2 separate regions of the Sus scrofa genome follow, and region 1 is linked to region 2. Evidence: chromatin contacts called from public Hi-C data. All regions are on one chromosome and are shown on one strand. Each heading gives the region's core, a stretch centred on a gene start, on an enhancer-like site or on the middle of the called end of the contact. The rest is flanking DNA. Distances are from core to core; before and after follow the strand shown. Region 1 holds the start of CPED1 (cadherin-like and PC-esterase domain-containing protein 1). Region 2 overlaps CPED1 (cadherin-like and PC-esterase domain-containing protein 1).

Evidence for each region. A called contact is a pair of places that touch in the nucleus more often than the background predicts.
Region 1: a Hi-C map of liver shows a contact between it and region 2, with 3 times the contacts expected there. The contact joins the promoter of CPED1 here to the enhancer-like site in region 2. A contact is called at or near these places in 2 of 5 promoter capture datasets (fetal liver and liver), 10 of 47 Hi-C or Micro-C datasets (fetal liver, fibroblasts, heart right ventricle and 3 more) and 1 of 2 datasets of contacts at active chromatin or transcription factors (skeletal muscle).

Annotation. Positions count from the first base shown.
Region 1 is chr18:25,936,441-25,939,295 of Sscrofa11.1, forward strand. It overlaps CPED1 (cadherin-like and PC-esterase domain-containing protein 1), which reads right to left and starts at 1,483. Exons shown (of 23, transcript XM_021078989.1): 1 at 1,339-1,483.
Region 2 is chr18:25,881,499-25,884,224 of Sscrofa11.1, forward strand. It overlaps CPED1 (cadherin-like and PC-esterase domain-containing protein 1), which reads right to left. Exons shown (of 23, transcript XM_021078989.1): 4 at 2,620-2,726. Among named protein-coding and RNA genes, the nearest start is that of CPED1, 55 kb to the right of the region's middle. Within about 2 kb of position 1,268, at least 4 of the 83 cell types and tissues checked have an H3K27ac peak or open chromatin away from gene starts, as enhancers often do. A contact at or near this core is called in fetal liver and liver, where this site is marked.

The sequences.
Region 1 (2,855 bases), core at 233-2,732, 55 kb after region 2:
TTACCCCTGGCTGCCAAACTGTTGCTTCCGGTAATGCCTTATTTTTTCACATCCTTCAGCTCAACAGTAAAAGCTTCACAGGAAAAGAGAAACAACAGCAAAGTAAGTCTGGAGCCTAAAAACAGCATTGGAGATGGCAAGAGGTTTAACCCAAAGTGCCTGTTGCACAGCTGGACGCAGACCAGCTCGCCTTAACAGTTCCTCATTTTTCCTCCGGTTTTAAAGCCGTCCTGCTTTCAGCCTTTCATGTTTCTTAACTGCTTCCCCTCACTCCGTTTTAAATTGCCACTCTCCTGTAAGCCTTCTTTTAACATAAAAAGGGAACACACAGTCTGAATGGACATAGTTACCATCCGTAGAGGTTTGCTTGTATTTGTTTCGTTCCAAGTTCAAAGTTCTATGTACTTACTCAGTTTTCATCCTTTTAGCCAGAAAAAAGTTTCCATGATCCCCTAACAGCTTGCTGAGCAAAACTGCTCGGAAGGAACACCCAGCCGTAGGACTCCAATGCATCTCCCACCCAGGGACACACGCACACAGACACACAGACCCGCGCGGCGCGCGCCGACCGCACGCAGCGGGGAGCAGGGCAGCAGGCGGTGCAGCCAGGGGCCGGCGAGGGGGCGGGGCTAGGGCCCGGGCTCCTGGTCCTCGGGGGCAGCCGGAGCGCGCTGTCAGCTCCGGATCCCAAGCGGTGGGCTTCCCCAGACTGGAAAAAAACCTTTTCTCATTTGCCCTGAAATGCGGCCACCCACTCAGGGCTGCAGAATTTTAAATACGTATTTGATGTTTGACCCCTTCTGTAATTTCTTTTTCCCAAGACAGCACTGGAAAAACAAATAGCACTTCATCCACTGATGACAAAGGTCGACAAGGGAGACTGAAGCCAGACTCTGTGCGTAAATTGGGAGGATCACCACTCTAGGGAATTGAAGTCCCTTTTATGGGGATAAGAAAGTCCTGCGTACTGCTGTCTGGACCTCAGAACGTGAAAGTCTGTTAATTTGCATTGATACTACCGGAAGTCTTTTTTTTTTTTTTTTTTTTTTTGGTCGGCACCTAATTCGTATCACTTATTGCTCCTTTCCTGGAGTAAGGCTGAGTTTTTCAAAGGCTAATTGCCTGACACTTCGCTCCTCTAATGAATGGATTGGAGCAGACGCTGGGTCACTTTTGCTCACCAGAAAGGCGTTGTCCAGAAGTCAACTTAATCTAATGCTATACAATCTGCCACAAGGAACTCCTAGGAGGGCAAGTCTGCAAACTCCATCCACTCTTGCTGAGTCAGGTGAGGGAACGCAAAGGAGAAAGGCAAACTGTACAAGGCATGTTGCTCACCTCTTCCAGCCTTGGCTTTGCAGTCTGGAGAACCAGGACTGGCTTATGCTCATAGCAGACATTCTTTCAAGGCTCTTCTAAATAGGTTTTATGACCTGTTTCTGACCCAAACTCGTTCTTGTGAGCTGAGGTTCTCTTGTGAGGCCACACCCCTAAAGTGATCCCATCCTTTAGGCACGCTCCTCTGGGTCACTTGTATTTTGTGAGACGGAGCGCCCCCTAGGGGTGTCTCGCTATTACAGAGACAAGGGCATCTACACTTCCTTGCTTGGAAAAAACTGAGACCTTAACAGATTAAATAAAGCTTTAGAGAATAGGTATCCACACTAAAGTTAGATTTATGCCAAACCCTTTCGTACATCCCCTCCAGTGTATTTAATATTATTTTCTTTATAGATTCAGAGCCCTCAACCCCATGACAAATGAAGGAATGGAGAAAAATTAAATGACATTTGACCTTCAGAAGTCAAGAGAATTTTAAGAGGAAATGGCTAAACAATAGTGTTGGAAGACATAGTTTTGGTAGATGCAACGTAATTTGAGAGAGGATAGGAATTATGAGATCTCTAAATTAGAACTGTCCTTGTGTTGCTATGAGCCAAGGTGAGACAAAGTTCTTTACTAGGTGGAGAGGAATGGACATTGCATTTCTATTAAGGCAAAAAGTCTGAGAACTGAGAGTCCAGGGAATCTGAAGAGTCATTTTTATGCATTATCCATTTGCTGAGTACAGGATATGAGAGAAAGCATGAATCAAATGCTAAAATCATACTGTCTTTGAGCTAGGAGAAGCAAAAGACAACAGCATAGGTAATTTTATAGCTAGACTTCAAATAGCCGGTATCAGAAAGAAGATGACAAATTAGTATTCTAGAAACAAAAAGGTTGGAAAACCCAATTCCCTGTTTTAACCACTGAGTCTGAGGCAGGGAGAGAAGTGGTAAATAAAGGAATATCTGCAGAAGTGAGAAAATGGATAGGGTGGGACAGTGGAAAGGAGAGGTGGGAAATAAGATACAAATAAGACTAAGGGTGTCAATAGATAACGTCTGGCATTAGAGCTAACCCAGTCTGAGTAGACCCATAGCACTGCCACCTGTCACCTGGCTTTTAAACAAGTGATTTGTGAAATGAGCCTATTAATGCCTGCCTTTAGGCGTTGGTGGTGTGACTGAATCAGATTTTGGATGAGAGGAGCATTCCGTGCACATCTGTGGGAAGAAATACACGCTGAACACATGCCTGTTGTGGTTTTGATCCTGAGGCTGTGCACTCAGCCTGGTTTGGGGTCAGATGCATGAAGAGGGGCCTCTTGGAGAAGCCTCCAAAGCAAACCTGAGCATTTAGTATTTAGTTCTCGTCCCTTGATTCTGTAAGGCGGGGTTGGGTGGCCGAAGCTTGTTTGGGAGAATGAGAACGAGAGTGGGATGGAAGTGAGTAGAAGTGGGAGATGACAGTGGGAGGTATTCATGCCCCTGTGGTGTCGGAAGTTGACGTAGGAGCCTGGGTTAATCTGG
Region 2 (2,726 bases), core at 18-2,517:
CTCCATGAAGCAACTTTTGTTTTGAATATTTATGTTTACATAAATAAATCATGGTTCATAAAATTTCAAATTACTCATGCTCCAGTGTTGACAGTTATCTAACATGTATTATTTAGAATTTGTGGGTGCTTTAAGAATATTCATTAGAGTGGGCTCTAAGTGCAGTGGCTAAGTATTTATTTAGAAAAGTTCTACAGTGATTTGGTTAAGAAAACAGAATTTGAAGTCAGTTTAAATACGAGGTGCATCATTTATTAGCTAAGAGGACTTAAGGCATCTTCCTAATCTCTCTGTGCTTCAGTCTCCTTATATGTAAAAAATGGATATAAACAAATATGAAAGCCCTTAGAATGGTACCCAACAGGAGGCCTTGGCAAGAGGTTGGAAGGTGGGAGTAGAAAAAGGTAAGTTTTATCTTCCTGGCTTCCTCTCTGCAGCACTATGACTTGGCAATGGCTACAGTCCACTGTTTATAGCTCCTCTCCTTAGACTCCTCTTTCTTGGCTCTGGTTCTTACTAGGTTTCGCTATACCATGCCTTCTACAAACACTTCCTCAGACAGAGGGTGGTAAAATCCTATGATGTTGCTGGTCCCTGGACACCTCTAATCTTTTTTTGTTTCTCTTATCCTCCCCAAAGCTCTGTAAATAGCTTTTTCATTAGTTTCTCTTCAGTTAAATCCTTTTGAGTATGGCATTTGTTTCCTGCTGGGAGCTTGAATGATACACACAGCAAATATTGCCGACTTCACCCTGCAGTGGATGGGAAGCCGTGCAAGCTTTTAAGCACAGGAGTAACCAGGTTAATTCAGCATTTTCTAGTTTTCCCTCCGAAAACTGTGGTCAGGATGGGTTTCAGGGTCAAAACACTTGTTTCAGAGAAATCAGCGAGGAGGATTCAGCAATTGTCCTGGCTGGATATGGTGACTATCTGACCAGAATAAAGGCAGTAAGTATGGAAGGTGGGTTAAGATATTTGAGAATTTAGAAGTTAAATTCCTTAGTATTTGTGATTGACTGAATGCAGATGACAGGGGAGAGGCAGGACTCAAAGGTGAAGGCCAGATTTCCATCTTAGCAAGTGACAGAGTAGTTAATCATTCTTATGACCAGCAGAACAATTCTGCAGGGCTTCTAAATGCAAGCGCAGAAGTGAATTTGCCAGGGAAAATAAGGAATTCATTTTCTCCAGGCTGTTTTGGGTGACGGGGTAACATCTAAGTGGAGATAGACAGCAGGCAGTATTACATGCGAGCCTGAAGCCTAGGAGAGTACTTTGGACTTTAGACTAGATTTGAGAGTCATCAACTACATACGGTAGTTAAAACTTTGGGAAGGGTGTTAGGAAACAGAGGCATTTAAAGAATGGACAAATACTACTCAGCCATAAAAAAAAAAGAACAAAATAATGCCATCGGCAGCAACATGGATGGAACTAGAGACTCTCATACTAAGTGAAGGAAGTCAGAAAGAGAAAGACAAATACCATATGATATCACTTATATCTGGAATTTAATATATGGCACAAATAAACCTTTCCACAGAAAAGAAACTCATGGACTTGCAGAAGAGACTTGTGGTTGCCAAGGGGAAGGAGGAGGGAGTGGGATAGACTGGGAATCTGGAGTCAAAAGATGCAAACTATTGCATTTGGAATGGATAAGCAATGGGATCCTGCTGTATAGCATTGGGAACTATATCTAGTCACTTGTAATGGAGGATAATGTGAGAAAAAGAATGCATATATGTGTGTGTGACGGGGTCACTTTGCTGTGCAGTAGAAAATTAACAGATCACTGTAAACCAACCATAATGGAAAAAATAAAAATCATTGAAAAAAAAAATAAAGAATGGACAGAGTAAAGGTGGTCCTGAAGAACTCAGAAAGGATGGCCAAACAGGTACTAGCAGAACCAAAAGAATGTGCTCAGCCCAACAGCCCAGGGAAGAAAGAATCAGAAGGAGGAAGGAGTGATCAGAGCTGTCAACTGCAGAAATACCAAATATCCAGGATAGCTACTACAGTCTTATTTTACTGCCGAAAGATAGCTATCGGTTTTGACATTTTTCTCACAGATTTGTTAAAGTTACCAAAGATAGGGCATATGCACATTTCTAGCACAGCGACTAGCATATTGTAGGCATTTGATAATTTTTAGTTATTTTTTCTAAAAGCATTAAAGTTTACACATAATAGTAAATACTGGATGTCAATTTTAAAAGTTTATTTAAAAAACTGTATAAATGTTGTTATAATTTAGGATATCAATTTAAGTTTGAGAAAGTCAAAACAAGGGTCTAGAAAACAAAATCTTCTACTATTTTGAAAGAACACGGGGCCAGGGTAAGCAACATTCCACAAGCTATATATTTCTAGATCAGCTTTCAGGTCCATTAGATAAAACTGGATCCTTACTGGTAGCAGCTGAGGTTGAAGGGGATCCTATCAAACAAAACACTTTATGGTAAAGTGTCTAAGGCCTGGCCATTGAAACTTTCTCCAAAGATTCAATGGCTCCAGTTTTTAAGACTTCTTTTTCACATTATGGATGAGGAAATACTAGTGGGAATATCCATAGGGTTGATAAAATCTGAGCACATTTTGAAAAAGAATATTTACCTTTTGATGTAAACCTAACTGGCACATGTCTTCCTTGGATATGCAGGGTTTCCCACCAGCTTTCCTAGAGGACAGGCAAATGAGCAGATTCCAAGAGTCCAAACCAC